Linked DNA regions of Sus scrofa: region 2 is linked to region 1. The links are chromatin contacts, called in public HiChIP or PLAC-seq maps. All regions are on one chromosome and are shown on one strand. Each heading gives the region's core, a stretch centred on a gene start, on an enhancer-like site or on the middle of the called end of the contact. The rest is flanking DNA. Distances are from core to core; before and after follow the strand shown.

Evidence for each region. HiChIP or PLAC-seq counts read pairs in DNA pulled down with a chosen protein or histone mark.
Region 2: an H3K27ac HiChIP or PLAC-seq map of skeletal muscle shows a contact between it and region 1, with 3 times the contacts expected there. The contact joins the promoter of TMEM185B here to the enhancer-like site in region 1. A contact is called at or near these places in 5 of 47 Hi-C or Micro-C datasets (embryonic fibroblasts, heart right ventricle, liver and 2 more) and 1 of 2 datasets of contacts at active chromatin or transcription factors (skeletal muscle).

Annotation. Positions count from the first base shown.
Region 1 is chr15:31,065,702-31,069,389 of Sscrofa11.1, reverse strand. It overlaps RALB (ras-related protein Ral-B), which reads left to right. Exons shown (of 5, transcript XM_021074756.1): 4 at 1-105; 5 at 3,501-3,688. The coding sequence ends at 3,620. Among named protein-coding and RNA genes, the nearest start is that of RALB, 51 kb to the left of the region's middle. Within about 2 kb of position 1,574, at least 20 of the 83 cell types and tissues checked have an H3K27ac peak or open chromatin away from gene starts, as enhancers often do. A contact at or near this core is called in liver, retroperitoneal adipose tissue and skeletal muscle, where this site is marked.
Region 2 is chr15:31,138,304-31,141,991 of Sscrofa11.1, reverse strand. It overlaps TMEM185B (transmembrane protein 185B), which reads right to left and starts at 1,709. Exons shown (of 1, transcript XM_003359446.4): 1 at 1-1,709. The coding sequence starts at 866.

The DNA.
Region 1 (3,688 bases), core at 325-2,824:
GAGGAGCGGAGGCAGGTGCCAGTGGAGGAGGCCAGGGCCAAGGCCGAGGAGTGGGGCGTGCAGTACGTGGAGACGTCGGCCAAGACGCGCGCCAACGTGGACAAGGTGGGCATGGCTCCCGGCGTCCCATCTGCGGTCCCCAGGGAACCGTTCTGGGAGGGGCAGAGGTAGGGCTGTCCTCCCAGATGTCCTGGTACTGTCCTGAGAAGCACCAGGACGGCCCGATGCAGATGTCGCACCCGGAGCTCCCTGGCTGTGTCCTGAGCCTTGGTCAGATGCGCCTTGTGGACGTGTACCCAGGGGAGACCACCGGCTTGTGGGGCCCGTGTTCCCCAGGGCGGAGCCAGCCCTGGGAAGGCCTCTCATGCAGGTGTCCGGAGAAGCACGCGTTTCTTGATTTTTGCTCTCCTTGAAGGATTAGTTAGTGCCTTCTTTTCACCTTCCTATCCCCTGGCAGAGCCAGGGGGTTCTGATAGTCTCTCAATAGTGTTTTCTCCCAGGAATCAGCCCTCCAGGTCTCTCTTCTCTGGGTCCCAGCTTACTTTTTCATTCAAATCTCTGAAGGTAGTTAAAGGATGGCCTTGACAGTGATGAGCATCCTCCAGTGACTGGAAGACTTTTTTTTTTTTTTGCCTAGGGCCGTACCTGCGGCATATGGAGGTTCCCAGGCTAGGGGTCCATTTGGAGTTACAGCGGCCGGCCTACACTACAGTCACAATGGTGCAAGATCCGAGCAGCATCTGCGACTTACACCACAGCTCACAGCAACACGGGATCCTTAACCCGCTGAGTGAGGCCAGGCATCGAACCCACAACCATGTGGTTCCTAGTCAGGTTCATCTCCGATATGCCACAACGGGAACTCCGAGAGACCCTTTTCTTTGGCGGTGGTGAGCAGCAGCTTAATGTGGGATTTCAGTTCCCAGACCAGAGATCGAACCTGGGCCATAGCAGTGAAAGCACTGAATCCTAACCACTAGGTCACCAGGGAGCTCCCCTTCTTTTCTGTTTTTGTCCTGGTTGTGGTTTTTTAAGGTAAGATTTGAGGCAGTTGCCACAGAGCTAAAGTAGACCCACTTAAAGCTGAGGCTCTCTCTTCTGCCCTCACCTTGTTCATCAGCTCTCACATCACGATCCAGGCTTCTGCAACACCTACACACATCACCTTGGCAGCCAAGCCATGGACACCTCACCCCGTGCTAGCATCGGTGTCTGAATTGCCCACATCCCTTCTTACACCCCTCTTTCTTATGGAGAAATAATTTTCCTTTGCTTCTCACCTGAAGAGGAAACGGTTTGTAACCAAGCTTTCCTTTAGCTTGAAATGATGCTGGTATTTTGGATGTTGGTGTCAGAAGGGGTTCACTTTGGAAGCCTCTCCAGCAACAGAAATCTGTTCAGTTGCGGAGTTTCCCCAGTGATTCAGTGGGTTAAGGATCCAGCATTGAGGCTCGGATTGTGCTGTGGCAAGGATTTGGTCCCCGGCCCTGGAATTTCCATGGGCTGTGGGCAGGGCCAAAGAAACCCCCCCAGAAATCTGTTTAGTTGTATCTTGTTCCCCTGTCAGCTTCTTTTCCTTTGTGTTTTCCTCTCAGCTCTTACATTGATTCTTATGCATTTCCAAATTAACTTCTGCCAAACTGTTTTCTAGCGGTAGAGTTCGAAAACACACAGGAAATCCAAATACCTAACTTCATTTTTTAAAAAATCAGCAAGACTTTCCCTGGCCTGGGAACCACGATGAGGGGGGGCAGGGGCTGTCACAGGGGCTTGTCCTCCCCACTTCCTGCCCCGGACCCACTGGACCTGCCAAACAGGAACCAGCCGGAAACCTCTGACTGGCAGCATTGTATTCACTTGTAAACACTTGACAGGCAAGGAGCTTGTCGATAAGATCTGCTTGGTCATCATTTTGAGTTGGACACATGCTTTTCCCTTCCTCTGCTTTTGCTGAAAGAAAAGCTGTCGGGGGGTGGGGGTGGGACTTCCTGAGAGGCTGAAGGAAAGGGGTGCTTAGGTCAGTCAGATCCACTTTTGGGGGGGGGGTCCTTTCCTGTGCCCCGAGCTGGTGGGAAGTGCTCCTGGGAATCCCCACCCAAAAAGCTCCATCCTGCTTCTCACTAAGAAAATAACAGGAGCTTGTAGTTTTGGGTAAACGTCCAAGGATTAAGGCCTCCCCTCAGCCACCCACTTTCTGTCTCTGTCTTCTCTGTGAGGAATCTTGAGGCTTTCTTGGCAGGAGGATATTTCGTCTGCAGGGGGCTACTCTGTACACGGGCCTGGCTGACGGCAGCGGAAGGCCAAGCCCGAACTATTGTGACAAGTGCTAATTGGCATCTAAGTAAAGCACTTGTGTTCAGAGGGTGCGTCTCATCACCTGGAGGGGTGATAAAGTTCCTTCCAGTGACATCACATGGAACTGAGGACTGAGGAAAGGGGAGGGTGTCAGGAGCTCTGCTCTCTCCCTGTCCCTGTGTCATCTGTTCGTTCTGCTTCCCGTCCTCCCCGTGGCCCTGTGATCCTAAGCCTGCCACTGTGGGGTTAGGCTGGGAGAGCAGTACTGTGCAGTGACTTTGTCCCTCTGAGGTCATGGAAGGACTGATTGGTCGGTCCCCAGGTGTGTCTCAAAGCTCCTGGTCAAGAGCACTCGGGCCTTCCTCTCCTGTCCTGGTGGTTGGAAGAGCCAGGAAGTTGGAAGACTGCTGTCACTCTTAATATATGTGAATTTCACAAGGTGGTGTTGGCCGGTCCTGTGACGCCTCATCCTTCTCACACTTAACACTCAAGACGGGCTCTATCTTTTTTTTTTTTTTTTTTGGTCTTTTGCCTTTTTTAAGGACATACCCATGGCGCATGAAGGTTCCCAGGCTAGGAGTCTAATCCGAGCTGTAGCTGCCAGCCTATGCCACAGCCACAGCAATGCCAGATCCGAGCCGCATCTGTGACCTACACCACAGCTCATGGCAACAACGCTGGATCCTTAGCCCACTGAGCAAGGCCAGGGATCGAACCTGCAACCTCATGGTTCCTAGTCCAATTCGTTTCCACTGCGCCACAACAGGAACTCCGGGTTTTATCATTTTGAAATAAGCTGCCAAGTGGCAGCGACAGTGTGATGCTTCTGTCCTTAGCTTGACCTGTTGTGTGAAGGGAACAGAGATTTCCCTTTGTAGAATGAGACTGTGTTTTTTAATGTCAGTTGCTCTTCTTTGCCCTCGACCTCTTGTTTTATATGGCTTATGGTTTTTTGGTTTTTGGTTTTTTTGGCCAAGCCTGTGGCATGTGGAAGTTTCTGGGCCAGTATCAAACTCGCACCACAGTAGTGACACTGACAAATCTTTAACCACTAGGCCACCTGGGAACTCCAGGCCTATGGTTTATAAGAATAAATTTGGCTTTATGCTTTGAAATGTAATGACATATCTTCCTTAGTCAAACTGCTTCATTAAATCATTAAATGGCTTCTTCCTCCTCATTCTCCAACCCCGCCCCCCATGCAGGTGTTCTTTGACCTAATGAGAGAGATCAGAGCAAAGAAGATGTCAGAAAACAAAGACAAGAACGGCAAGAAAAGCAGCAAGAACAAGAAGAGTTTTAAGGAGAGGTGCTGCTTACTGTGAAGGCTAAGGTGCTGGGTGCATCAGTCGCCACTAAGGACAGAGGGCAGGCTCCTCAGAAGGCGACAGTC
Region 2 (3,688 bases), core at 460-2,959, 72 kb before region 1:
AAACAAGGGCAAATTTCAAGCAAAAACTGACAGAAATCTCTGCGAATACCAAACCACCAGTGGTTGCCCCCCTTTCGCCGAAATGTTGTGGTCATTAAAGTGATTAATGACAGCCAAAGAGGGACGAATATGGAGACGTAGGAGAACACGTTGTGGCCGTCCAGCCTGTGAACCAGCAGAACCTCAAAAGTGAGCAGGGGCACGACGATCGTTATCCAGCTGATGGCCATGGTCACATGTGTTCTTCGCTGCTCGGCAACCACATCCAGAGAACGCAGGAACAGGAGGGACCAGACAATGTAATAGAGGACCACCAAGCAGAGAAAGGACATGAGGATCCAGAGCGGCACAAACACCACCAGCCACGGCCAGTGGATGATCCTGTCCAGCCTCAGGGCGATGAAGATGAACTGCAGGATGTTGACAGAGCACAGGATCTCCAGCTCCAGGGACCTGTCGTGCCGGAAGCCCCATACGCAAGCGGCCACGGAGACGGGAGACACAAAGAAGAGCGGCATGAAGACCAGTAGCCAGAAGTGGGTGCCCCTCTCCACCCTGTCGCAGACTAGCACTTCGAACATGAGCAGCAGCAGGTGGATGCCCACGGCGATCAGCATGGCCTTGAACTCCACACAGGCCTCACCCTCGGTGCGGTAACGGGGATTCCTCGCCCAAACGCCCGCGCCCACCGAGGCGCCAGCAAGGACCAGGAGCTTCCACAGCCATATGGGGGCGAACACAGCCCAATAGCTCCACTGGATGACGCCGTCCAGGCGGAGGGGCAGCAGCACGGAGAAGAGCAGCAGACAGGCGTAGATGAGGAACTTACTCGGGTTGAAATCCTGGAACAGGCCCCTGGGGTTCATAGCGAGGCTGCTGCCCCCAACCCGGGGCCACCGCGTCTGCGCTGCTTCCGGGGCCCGCCGCCTCCCCCGGCCCGGCCCGCGTCAGACCCAGGTGGGAAACAGCCCTGAGCCCTGCAGGAGGAGCTTCCGGCCTGCGGCGCCGAGAGGCCGGAACACGTGCGCGCCTGGTCACGTGGCCCGACCGGAAACGCGATGGGCGTGGCGTGCGCGCCGGCGGTCTCCTGGCGACCCGCCGGGCCCGGAGGACGAAGTGTCTCGGAGCCCGGCGCTGCCTGGGCCCCGCGGCCGCCCGCCTTCACTGCGTACCCATTTGGAAAGCAGCTACTGCGTGTGGCGCCGGGAAGGGCGGGACGGGCGACTCCGGCCGGCCCGTTGGCAACGAGCTGGCGGCCACCGCGGGCGGACGCTTCCTGACGGCGCTGCGAGCCGGGAGGCGGGAGTGAGCTCACATCCTCTCGGCCAGCCCAGGCGGGAGGCGGGGCCCAGGCAGGAGCCGGGGCTGGGCGCGGATATGGGCGGGCCAGGGCCCAGGCAGGAGGTGGGGAAAGGGCGGGGCCGAGAGTGGGTGGAGCGCGGCCGGCCGCGGGTGCCCCACCCTCTTCGGCAACCGACTGGGGCTCCAGCGCAGCCGACACTGAGCGGGGGAACCGCGTGGGCACGAGCGAGGCGGGTGGACGGGCGAATGTGGAGTTTGTGAGCGAGCGAACAGGTGCTATAACTAGGAATGCACAGAGTGGGTGTGCATATGTGAAGACGTGTGTGTGCACGAGACATGAGGCAGTGGGCTTGACCTCGTGCGGCGGAAGGGGCTGGTGCGTGCAGTCAGTGTACTGGGTAGGGTGGAGCCCAGTGCCTGGAACAGATGGCTTCTGGGGCTGAACTCGACATGGTGGGGCACTGGCAGTTCTCAGGCTGCTTGTGAAATGGCGGAGGCAGGGTGCCTGGCTACCAGTGCAATCTCACACCTGCCCAGAGAGGATGAGAAGGTGCTGAGAGGGTGTTAGACCCTGCAGGGCCCCTCCCAAAAGTTCCAGGAGCGGGTGAGGAAACTGGACCCAGCAAGCAGGTGCTTCCTGCTCCAGGTCACAGTAGGGTTAGGAGCAGAATGGAGATTCAGATTCTGGGCTCCCCACTTGAAGTTCCTAACCCTTATCTGCCCCCGCCTCAGTCTGATTGTGACAGAACAATAGTGGGACAAGGGCCAAGAGGTCAAGAAATCTGGCGTGGGAGTTCCTGTCATGGCTCAAAGGAAACAAATGCGACTAGGAACCGTGAGATTTCGGGTTTGATCCCTGGCCTTGCTCAGTGGGTTAAGGATCTGGTGTTGCCGTGAGCCGTGGTGTAGGTCACAGACACGACTCGGAACTGGCATTGCTGTGGCTGTGGTGTAGGCAGGCAGCTACAGCTCCGATTAGACCCCCAGCCTGGGAACCTCCATATAGGGCTGTGGGTGCGGCCCTAAAAAGCAAAACAAAAACAAAAAAATAACTCTACCAGTCCAGCTACTGAAATGGGTTTTTTGAGGATTCAGTGAATCAATACATGGAAAACACTTTGCATTTAAAGAAAGTTCGCTGGTGGCTCAGCGGGTTAAAGATCCCATGTTGTTACTGCTGTGGCATAGGTTCAGGCCCCAGGAATTTTCATATGCTGGCGCAGTCAAAAAAAAAAGTCACCACACTTTGGAAAGTAAAGCCTGGGGGTGGGGGACCTGCTGGCAGCTCCCCAGGCAAGTGGTGGCAGAGCCAGTTCTTCTGGCCCCTGTTAGGACACTCAGAAATCCTCCCCAGGATCCTCCCTAAAGCCACATGACCTCGGGCCTTTGCTGCCAGCTTGGTGGCCAAGATGGGAGTTTTGGAGCCTGTTTCCCACGCATCTAGAGCACCTCCAGACACGCATCTGGTTCTCATCCAGGAGGGAGATTTTTTTTTTTTTTGTCTTTTTGCCTTTTCTTGGGCCGCTCCCATGGCGTATAGAGGTTCCCAGGCTAGAGGTCTAATCGGAGCTATAGCCACCAGCCTACGCCACAGCCACAGCAATGCCAGATCCAAGCCACATCTGTGGCCTACACCACAGCTCACAACAACGCCAGATCCTTAACCCATTGAGCAAGGCCAGGAATCGAACCTCAACCTCATGGTTCCTAGTCGGATTCCTTAACCACTGAGCCACAGCGGGAACTCCCAGGAGGGGGATCTTGAGATGGGCTGTCACAATCTCATGTGTCTTTGCTGTCCTCCTCCCAAGGGAGGTCAGAGCCTGCTTCCGCAGGTGCAGCCATAAAAAGACAAAAAAAAAAAAAAAAAAATTTGAGCCTACTCATGATAGTGACCCTGCCCTGGCTCAGTAGTTCCCTCCCCACTGGCTCTGAGTACATGGAACCCACAGGCAGACGCGGTCCTCACTGCCAGCATGGCAAGCCCTGTGCTGTTCCTTCCCAGGCCAGGGCCATCTGTCTTCAGAGAGCTCACGTATTTGTTCTTAGTTTTCAGTTGCGACTGTTAATAACTTGCCACAAGGAGAGCTTAAAACCATGCCCACGTTTTATCCCACAGTTTTGGTGAGTCCGAAGTTTGGGCATAGGCTGAGCTCAGCTGGTTTTATGCCTGAGTCTCACCAAGGGCCTTGTTCCCTGCTGGAGGCACTGATGTGAATCTGATTCCAGGCTGGTTTAGCTTGGCAGGACTTCATTGCCTTGGGGCTGGAGGACTGAGTCTCCCCTGTCCTTGCTGGTTGTCAGCCAGGGATGAATCTCAGCCGCCCGCATCTCCTGGCCTAGGGCCCCCTTCACAGCCGCCAGTGGTGCATTCTCCCACTTTCAA